2 separate regions of the Muntiacus reevesi genome follow, and region 1 is linked to region 2. Evidence: chromatin contacts called from public Hi-C data. All regions are on one chromosome and are shown on one strand. The core of a region is the stretch at or near the end of the contact, and the rest is flanking DNA. Distances in the headings are between cores, read along the strand shown. Region 1 holds the start of WBP4 (WW domain binding protein 4). Region 2 holds the start of SUGT1 (SGT1 homolog, MIS12 kinetochore complex assembly cochaperone).

Region 1 (5,565 bases), core at 1,170-3,669, 130 kb after region 2:
TATTACCAACACAAGAATTGCTCAACAATTCCTGAAGCTCTAAAGTTTGTGAGTGATATGCATTATCAAGAATTTATGGCTCTAAACCCAGAGCGCAAAGAAGAGAAAGAGCTACACAAAGTCATACCGATCAAAGGAGCCAAAATATACTTTCTTTTAGCATTCTCTCCATAACCTCCTCACATTAAAAAAAACCTGAACATCAGTCAACTTTCAAAATATCTGTGGGTGCTTGGTGTAAACGTCCAAATATTTGAATTAATGGAGACGATCTAAAACATATTTAGCTGTGGAAGTTTATTTACAATGTGAAAGTAATTAATTCTTAATCATGCAGATCACACTAACAGATTATTTCAAAACTCACTGTACAGCTAAAACTATCAAAATAAGAGTTTGGGAAGGCACATACAACTGAACTTTCTGCTGTTTGTCATGGCACTGCCCTGAAACCCATCCACAAGAGGCACTTCTTCCTCCTTCATTTGTTCCCAAAGGCCCAATAGGCTAAACATTATATAGCTCACCCCATTTTCTAATTTCAGCTTGCATTTAAGATAACGCTTTTGTTTCGTTTACAGCTCACATGCTGCTGACACAGCTGCCCCTTCTTTGTAATAAACACAGGGCTTCTATATTTAAAAATACAGTGAAACTTTGTTATAACATCCCCTCCCCAGGCTCCGGCCAATTTTCTCTCTTCTGACCTCCACCACCACGCCAGGATTTTCTAGCCGCGGCGCTCAAAACGTTATAGACCCTTTGGAGAAGTCACATTTCTTCTTGAAAGACATCTCATCCCAGTGGTCATTTTTCTTTTCCAGAGCGCGTGCGCGCGCGCGCGCGTGTGTGTGTGTGTGTGTTGGGCCAGGAGGGGGGCGCGGAGAACGGGACGGATGCCCTGGCTCTTCCCGAGCCAAAGCGCTCAGGTCTGCGGCTCCCGAGTCTGGGGAGCTTTCTATGATCGGCGGCCGGCGTCCCACATGTCATGCCGGGGTGCCCTCGGCGCGGGGCTCGGGCGCCCCGGGGGGACCCGCGGCCGGGCGGGCGGCAGCGGCGCGGTCGCCGGGGATCCCCGGCCCGCACCCCGCCAGAGAGGGGGCTGCTTTGTGTCGGGGGTCCGGGGTGCGGGCGGGGTGTTTCTAGTGAAGAACCCGGGCGCGCTGACTCGGGGCTCCGAGCCGGGCGCGGGCGAAGACGCCCCGCGTCGCTCCGGACCGTCCGAGGCGAGGGTGTGGGCCTGCGGGGGGCGCTGGGGGCCGATAAGGCGAGGCTGGGGTTAATCATCACCTCCCGAGCTTTGGGGAGGGGACGGCCCGGGCCCGCAGCGGCGGGAGGACGGCCCCGGGAGAAGTGAAACTCCGTGCCCCGTACCCCAACCCCGCCGGCCTCCCGCGCGAGCAGCCGCAGCCTGAGCGCAGCCGCTCCTCCCGCCCGCCCGACTCCGCACTCGAGGTAACCCAGGTCTAACCACGCTGCTCTAAGGCTCGTTTTCCACAAAAATCACCTGGCATTGGGGGGTGGGGGGAGGGGGGGTGTCAGGAAAAAAAAAAAAAGAGCCACTTGAAATAAGACAAGTCAGTTTTGCCTGTCTGTTTCTAAAATGAGTTACGACATTCCCATACCGGGAGTCGAACCCGGGCCGCCTGGGTGAAAACCAGGAATCCTAACCGCTAGACCATATGGGAAGTGCTGCGAGAAAGTCCGCGGTGACTCACCTGACAAGAGCGAACGCCGCCGCCACCCCAGCTCCGCCGCCTGCCGCCGCCGCCGCCGCCGCCGCCTCAGCCTCAGGGCCGCCCCAGCAGCCGCCGCCGCCGCCGCCTGCACCCCAGCTCCCCACGCGCTCTCGAGCCCGAGAGCGCGCCCAGTAGGAGCGCGCGGGCGTCCCAGCTACGGGGCGGGGTCGCTCCGCCGTCTGAGGAGAAGTTCTGAGGCCAAGCCCGGCGACTCCCGGCCCCGAAACCAGCTGTTTCACCTTTCTTTCTTTTTTTTTTATTTTAAACTCCGCCAACGACCCGCGCCCCAGCCTACGGGTCCGGGCTGCTCCGCCGGTCAAAGTGCGTGCGGACTAGTTGGCAAAGTTGAGGGCGGCGACGTCTCTGGGAACAGCTGTTTGCGTTCGGGGCGGAGGCGGCGCGCGAGCCTCGGGCCGCGAGCCAGCGAGCCTAGAAGGAGGGTGGAGGTTCTGGATCTCGGGAGGGAACAAGAGAAAGAGAGAAGGCGAGCTGACGCGGGGACACGAGACTCGAGCATGCCCTCAAGTCCCGTCGCGCTCTCGCCCCTGTCGGCGACCTCCGCCGGCTTATAACGACCCCACCTCTCGGGGAGCCGGAGGCCCGCCCCTCGAGGAGGGGCGCGGGGGAGAAGAGCGCGAACGCGGATTGGGTCGCTGGGGCACCCGTAGTTGGGAGCGGCGGAACGCGGGCCCCGGGGACGGCGGCAGGCGTCCGCGCGCCGAGGCTCCGGTGGGCCTCGTGGTGAGCTGGGGCCCAGTTCTCCCCGCGCGGAGAACCCGAGCCTCGGCCGGGTTTCGGGGCGGCCCGCGGAGCGCCTGGTCCAGTCATGTGAGTCGGGTCTCTCAGGCTCTCAAACAACGAGGTCTTGTTTCTCCGGGCGGCCCTTCGCCCTCCGGGGCTCTCCCTCCGCCACCGCCCCTCTCCACCTCGTCCGCCCTCGGCCAGGGGCGTGACGGAAGCGCCCTTAACTCGCTCGGGGCCGGCCGCGGACCGGCGGGGCCGGTTCTCTCGTCCCGGGGTGGGGACTCGCGGGCTCCAGAAGGGAGGCTGGCGGCCCCTGCAGGTAGGACGGCCGCCGTGGAGCGACGGAGGGCTGCTGCCGCCTCCACCGCCGGGGGCCGCGAGCATCCTCGTTCTGGTGGCGCTTGAACCGTGGGGTGTTTTGAAACCGTAGGGTTGGACTGCGGCCACAGCTGCCTCCTCCGCCCGCTAGAAGCGGCCAGCCCTGGTTAGCTTATGACTTTAATTTTTGGTCTTGCCAACTGAGAGATCCATTGGCTTTTCCAACTGTCTCTTGCCTTGAGGCTCAAGAACAAACTATTAACTGGTAGTTTCGGAGGAGCCACAGTCTCCCACCAGAGGCGTCTTATGTTTAGTTGTTTGAGTGGAAATAACTTGATTTAACGTGAACTTTATGAGTTTCTTCAAGTCTGCATTACGGTAACCTCACTCCAAAAATGCCAGAAAGGAATGGATGATCTTCTCCAACCTGTTCCTTGTTTCTTTACACTGATGACAATAACAAACGATACATTTTTAAAAGCTAATTTGTTTAAGGAAGTTTTAAATCCGGTGCAGACTTTTTTACTCTAGTGGCAACAGAATTTCAGTTGGTTGCTTTCAATCAGCTAAATAATAAAGCAGGATGCTGTGTGTAACAAGATTCTGAAGCTTGCATTTCGGACTCTAAGAAGACGTAAATCATGCAAAAATTACCTTTTTAGATTCTAAATACACTTGTTTTTTCTTTTCCAGGGCAGACTACTGGAAGTCACAACCAAAGAAATTCTGTGATTACTGCAAGTGTTGGATCGCAGACAATAGGCCTGTATGATGATTCCTCTATTAGAGAGTCTCCTAATACTGTATTCATGCGAGATTCCTTTTTTATCTCAACTGAGAGCTTACAAAGTACTTTCATATGCGTTGCTCTTGATTTTTCAAAACATCGAACAATTTCTGTTGTGTTTTTATTCCTTGTAGGAAAGCTACAGCCTTCTTCTTTATCATCAGCCCAAATTTGATTATGTACTAAGCCAAACTATTTCTCTCTGGCCCTTCAGTCACATTCAGGAAATGGACATTGAGTGGGTAATCACATTCATGTTTATGAAACACCTAGGTTATGAAGGTGCTGTTTGTAATATTGTTGTATACAAAGAAAAGTAAAAGCAGAAAGTCCTTAACGTGTGAAAAGAAACAACATTATTGTAATTTTCCTTGTATATTTCTGCTCTAAAGGTATTAAGTATATTTGATGTAGAGCTTTATATTTCTAAATGCTTAAATTTGAAAGACATCATTATCTTTGTCATGGAATATGAAAATAGCCAACTTTAAGCACATTGTTAGTGTATCTTTTAGTCCATATTCACCTCTTAAGACATAGAAGGAAAGGCACCATTGATTTTTTTTCACCCCATCTCATGCATGTCTTTGTACTATGTACGTAGTAGATAACTGATAGGATATTTTTTAGATGTATATTCGTATTCTTATTACTTGGTAGAGGTGGATGGGTAAAAGATTAGTAGCACCATCTGTAACCATGTTGTGTTTCTTTGGTAGATATTTATTATTATTTTTTTTTTTTAATTTTTTTTTTTAATTTATTTTTTTATTTTTCAGTGGGTTTTGTCATACATTGATATGAATCAGCCATAGAGCTACACGAATTCCCCATCGTGGTCTCCCATCCCACCTCCCTCTCCACCCGATTCCTCTGGATCCCCCCAGCCCAACAGGCCCGAGCACTTGACTCATGCCTCCCACCTGGGCTGGTGGTCTGTTTCACCACAGATAATATACATACTGTTCTTTCGAAACATCCCACCCTCCCCTTCTCCCACAGAGTTCAAAAGTCTGTTCCGTACTTCTGCGTCTCTTCTTCTGCCCTGCATATAGGGCCATCGTTACCATCTTTCTAAATTCCGCATATATGCGTTAGTATACTGTAATGTTCTTTATCTTTCTGGCTCACCTCACTCTGTATAATGGGCTCCAGTTTCATCCATCTCATTAGAACTGATTCAAATGAATTCTTTTTAATGGCTGAATAATATTCCATGGTGTAAATGTACCACAGCTTCCTTATCCATTCATCTGCTGATGGGCATCTAGGTTGCTTCCATGTCCTAGCTATTATAAACAGTGCTGTGATGAACATTGGGGTGCACGTGTCTCTTTCAGATCTGGATTCCTCAGTGTGTATGCCCAGAAGTGGTATTGCTGGGTCATATGGTAGTTCTATTTCCAGTTTTTTAAGAAATCTCCACACTGTTTTCCATAGTGGCTGTACTAGTTTGCATTCCCACCAACAGTGTAAGAGGGTTCCCTTTTCTCCACACCCTCTCCAGCATTTATAGAGAACATAGGCAAAACACTCTCTGACACAGCAAGATCTTCTATGACCCACCTCCCAGAATATTGGAAATAAAAGCAAAAATAAACAAATGGGACCTAATGAAAATTAAAAGCTTTTGCACAACAAAGGAAACTATAAGTAAGGTGAAAAGACAGCCCTCGGATTGGGAGAAAATAATAGCAAATGAGGAAACAGACAAAGGATTAATCTCAAAAATATACAAGCAACTCCTGAAGCTCAATTCCAGAAAAATAAATGACCCAATCAAAAAATGGGCCAAAGAACTAAACAGACATTTCTCCAAAGAAGACATACAGATGGCTAACAAACACATGAAAAGATGCTCCACATCACTCATTATCAGAGAAATGCAAATCAAAACCACAATGAGGTACCATTACACGCCAGTCAGGATGGCTGCTATTATTTTTTTTGACATTCATTTATTATTATCTGCAAAGA
Region 2 (4,991 bases), core at 1,461-3,960:
CTTCCACTGCAGCAGGGATGGGTTCCATTACTGCTTGGGGAACTAAGATGCCACATCACGTAGTGCCCCTCCGCCAAAAAAAAGAGGAAAGAAAAAGAAAATATGAGGGAGGAGGCATCCAAGAATTTGCATTTCTAAGGAATTCCTAAGTGATGCAAATGCTGCTGGTCCAAGAACCACATTTTAAGGACAAATGTACTAAAGCTAACCACACACCTACACTATGCAATTTCACTCCTAGAAAGAAAAAAAAAAATGCACTCTCAAAAGAAAGGAGTGCATGTGTGTTCAGCAAAATACATGTATAAGAAAATCCACAGTGGTTTTATTCATATTAACAACTAGAACTATCCCAAATGTCCACTGTTTAACAGTGCTATATTAATACAGTGGAATACTACACAGCAATGAAAAAGAATTATCCCTTCCCACAAACTTGTGGATGTATCTCACATAAAGTTTAAAACAAGACAGAGTAGCTACACTCAACTAAGTATGATGCTGTTTGATACCGTAAGATACTGTCTGTATGAAGTCCAAGGAAAACTAACTGATGGTGATGTAGTTCAGAACAGATGGGTAAGAGGAATTATTGGTTGGGAAGAAACTTTAGATTTGTGTTACATACCACATGTCAATACATAATTTTATAAGTAAAATAAGCCAGATGTAAAATGACAATCCATTATATTAATATTTTTTTAATAGCAACTATTATACAAACTAGATTTCCAGAGGAGGCACAGGGCCTAAGAGGACCATACAAATGTAGACTCTGAAAACAGCTACTTAGCTGAAATAAGGAACTGTAGAGAAAAATTCTCAGTGCCTCTGGTAACATTATTCTAACAGTGACCTCAGAAGAATCACTAGGAAAAAATCCCAGCACAGGAGTAATCAACCGCTTCATTTTAAGGTCTTCATATCCCAACCCCCCTCAAAACATAGTCCAAGCTACAGATAAAAGGCACCAATGGATTCGGCCTTGGCTTCCTCTCCCCCTCCTCTTTCACCCTAACCAAACGAGCTTTCCCGCTGCTCCCTGTGCAGGCCAACTTCAATCCTACTTCAGAATCTTGACACTGGCTCCTCTTCCTGCCTGAAATAATCCTTCCGCAGAGCTTCCAAGCTCGCTCCCTCGTGCCTCTTCTCAAATGTCACCTCCTCTGCTAACCATGAGTCAATTTCTTTCAGAAGTCACAGCCAAGAGAAAGATTCTCTTGCCTCAAATTCCTAACCTTACATATGTTAGATTAGAACAGCAAAACAAAGTCTCCTCTCTTTTTAAGCTTCAAAACAAGAAACCCCTGGCTAATTTTGAGACCCACCTGCCTCACGTATTCTTAGCTTGGGCTCTCTGATTTACTTCAAATTATTACTTAACTCACTCTTTTGGTTTCCTTTACAGCTTTATAGTCTTTCACTGCACACAAAGTGCTTTATAAGTCATTTAACTGTATAAATTAAGACTTTAATCCATAGCAACCAGTGCCTTCCACACAGCAGCCCCTCCCCCGCCAAGAAATTGTTTTGAGAAATGAAACAAATGAGTGAATAATGAAGAGAAACAGGGACGCCTGGAAATTTTCAGGCACACAAGGGGAAAAGGTTTCTGTCCTAGTGGCCTGAGTTCAGACAGGCCCTCAGCACACAACCGGGAACATAAAAATAATCAAGGATGATCGCCAAACGAAAATCCGAATGAACAAACATCGAGCCGAGATTTCACTTTTTGTTCTAGTCACAAATGCCATTAAAAAAAAAAAAAAGAAGTCCCTTGAGGCCCACGATGCAGGATCCCTAAGACAGAAGAAGGTTACGCTAAGGAGCTCCAAGGATGCATAAAGGGACCAGGGGTGGGAAGGGTACCCGACGAAGGATTCAATGTAACCAGGCCGCCGCGGGGAAGAAAAAGGAGGGGCGGAGGCTGTCAACATCGGGGCTGACCCGCACAAGAAATAGCGACCCCGACCCCCGGAAGACAGAACCGGGAGGAACCCGAAGCGGCCGCCTACCCCGGGGCACAGGCTGTCTCACCTCTAACGCCGCCTGGGGGTCCTGCTCGATGAGGGCATCTGAGAAGCTCCGGAACAACCTGCCAGGAAAAGAAGGACTTCAAGCAAGGCTCACGAACCAAAGAAAGGGGCGGGGGGGATGCCAATTACACCAAAGGGAAGGAAAAACGCGCACCTCGCGGCAGCCGCCGGACCCGCCGCCATCTCTAATCGTCACGGTTCCCGCTGCCGGAGCTGCTCTTCCCGGGGTTACTAGCGTCGCCGCCGCCGCCGCCGCCCAAGGGGGAAACTTCTGGAGAATCACCCACCGAGCTTCCGTCCTAAGTAGCCAACGAGCAGCCGCGCAGCGTGCTGAGGGGAGGAGGGAAGGGGCAGGGGAGGCGAAATGTGGGCGCGGGGCGGGCTGGGACCGTGGAGGACCGACTCTCCGGACCCCGCCCCCCCCGGCCGCTGACCGGCCGCGCAGGCCCCGCCCCACCGCAGCCCTGGTTACGGAGGCCGCGGCGGGCCACGCTCGCCCTCCGTCCTAATGCGCGCGCACACTACCCGAGAGCCTCCGGGCGCGGTAACTCAGTAGGACCTTGGTACCGTACAGCTACCCCTCAGGAACGTGTGGCGTTTGGGAGACGTTTGTACGTCTGTCAGTAACGCACGGCACATTGAGCTCCATTTTCCCCTACGGCTCTCATCATGGCTCCCCAGAGGCAGCCAAGACTTTCGCGACCCGTGACGCTCTCGGCTACGTGTTCTTTTCCGGGAGCCACTTCCGGAGGGCGGCCCGTTGACGCCGGGATCCTGGCGCCGGGAGACCTGAGGGCCTCAAGCTCACCGGGAGTCGCTCTGCCCTCGCAGTAGCTAGACTGGAGTTAACGCCTTTTTGGTTCCGGTTCGGGCGGACCGCTTGCTTCCCCAGAACTTCACAGGCCGAGACTTTCTCCCCACTTTGCTTCCCAGATACAAGAAAAACGTGTTCCATTCGAACGCGCTGAAGGGAGAAAGGGAGCCTGAAGTTTGTCCAGTGCCGCTCTACTTTCCACTCAGCGGATCCGGCCCTCCTCTCTCAGTACCCCTCGACCCATGCAATTCCAATGGAAGAAACTCAGAGCTAATTCCACCAAGGCGGCAGCCGGGGAGCAGGAAGGCGTGGGAGTGAGCCGCCCATTAGTAGAGACGAACAAGGAACTGAACTGGAGTGCCTGCTCCATCCGAAATCTAAACTTAAAGTCCGGGGATTCAGTGGTGTTAACACCCTCCAATTTTGTTCTAAAGGCTAAAAAAGAAAGGGCAGTAGTCATTGATGTGATAACAAGAAGGGACACAACTGAATATAATATATACGGATGGAGTCCTCATAGGTTGTAACTGAGCCTCAGTCTGGCAAGAAGACTTAGTGAAGGAAAGGGAAAAAGCAGTTTAGACTGAATAGGATGCGTGTTAGAAAGTGATGATGTGAACTCAAATTGTAGAGCCAAAATTCAAGCTAGAAGCAGACTGGGTGGAGAGGTAGGTACATGCTAGGTCATAAGGACTAGGTGTACTCCGCTGAGAAGTTTGAACGGAATTCACTTAAAGATGCTAAACCGCATAGGATTTTTACTCGAAAAAGGCATTAACGTTTAAATTTCCATTTTTGTTTGTTGTTCTGTCTGTCCTATGGAGGACACAAGGACTGGACAATAATAGAAGGATTGAAGGGAACAGAACAGTTGTTGGGAGACAACCGCTGTACTACAGGCCAATGCGGGGTTTGACTGTTTATGTCGCCAGGGACTGTGGACGTCCAGGCTCCTCTGTCCATGAGATTTCCCAGGCAAGGATACTGGAGTGGGTTGTCACTGTCTTCTCCAAAGGATCTTCCCCACCCAGGGATCGAACCAAGGGCTACTACATTGGGAGGTGGATTCTTTACCCCTGAACCAAAGTGTCTCTTTAATAGGTCACTGATTGTTTGGGATGGTGAGAATTACAGAAATAATTGAAGTAAAACTGTCTGGATTTGCTGATTTTTCTTTTTTGTGATCAATACTCTTTGTATCATACATAAGGCTTTGCCTGCTTCAAAACCATTAAATTAGTCACCTGTGTTTTCTTAAATGCTTTACATTTTTATCTTTCACAGCCAGATTTATTCATTTTTATAAAAGGTGGGAAGTCAGGATCGAGATTCCTCCTCCCCCCACCCATATGGATATCCAACTGACCCAGGCCTATTTACTGAAAAGACTATCATTTGCTCTTTCCCCCAATAAATAATTGTGGCACAGTTGTTGTAAAAAGTAGATAACAAGATATACCAGAGGGTCTATATATAACCAGAGAGTGTATTTCCAGGTTCTCATTTCATTGGTCTGCCTAACCGTGTTCCACACTATCTTAATTAATATAGCTTTATAAGTCTTAAGGAGTCCTGTAACTTTCTCAGTATTGCCATGGTACTCTTGGCTAGTCAAAGTCCTTTATATTCAGATTATTTTATACATTTTATAAAACTTATTTCCATTTGTTTATAAATTTTAGAATGAACCCTGTCAGTTTCCAAAAAACAATTATAAAAACTCTACTAGGATTTTAATTGGGCTTACATTGGATCTATAGATCAGTTTATTTGGGGAAAACTGACATCCTAGTATTTTTTTTTAATTGAAATATAGTTAATTATGGCGTCATGTTACCTTCTTTTGTACCCAGGTGATTCAGATAGATAGCTATTTCTTTTCATATTTTTTCCATTATAGTTTAGTACAAGGTATTGAATACAGTTCCCTGTGCTGTACAAGCAGTTTGCCTTATATATATAATAGTTTGGATCTGCCCATTTTTCCCTCCTCCACTCCTCTTTGGTAACCATAAGTTTGTTTTCTGTGTCTGTCGTGTCTGCTTTTTAAATAAGGTCATTTGTATCGTATTTTAGATTCCACATATAAGTTATACCATATGATATTTGTCTTTGCCTGACTTCACTTAATATGGTAATCT

Evidence for each region. A called contact is a pair of places that touch in the nucleus more often than the background predicts.
Region 1: a contact with region 2 is called in a Hi-C map of muscle, with 8 times the contacts expected there. The contact joins the promoter of WBP4 here to the promoter of SUGT1 in region 2. A contact is called at or near these places in 2 of 3 Hi-C or Micro-C datasets (blood and muscle).

Annotation. Positions count from the first base shown.
Region 1 is chr11:10,225,835-10,231,399 of mMunRee1.1, forward strand. It overlaps WBP4 (WW domain binding protein 4), which reads left to right and starts at 2,420. Exons shown (of 10, transcript XM_065902365.1): 1 at 2,420-2,567; 2 at 3,495-3,567. The coding sequence starts at 2,566. ELF1 (E74 like ETS transcription factor 1) reads right to left here and starts at 2,274. Exons shown (of 10, transcript XM_065902363.1): 1 at 1,719-2,274. TRNAE-UUC (transfer RNA glutamic acid (anticodon UUC)) reads right to left here and starts at 1,688; the gene lies at 1,617-1,688.
Region 2 is chr11:10,096,958-10,101,948 of mMunRee1.1, forward strand. SUGT1 (SGT1 homolog, MIS12 kinetochore complex assembly cochaperone) reads right to left here and starts at 2,711. Exons shown (of 14, transcript XM_065901650.1): 1 at 2,562-2,711; 2 at 2,191-2,366; 3 at 2,038-2,095. The coding sequence starts at 2,219.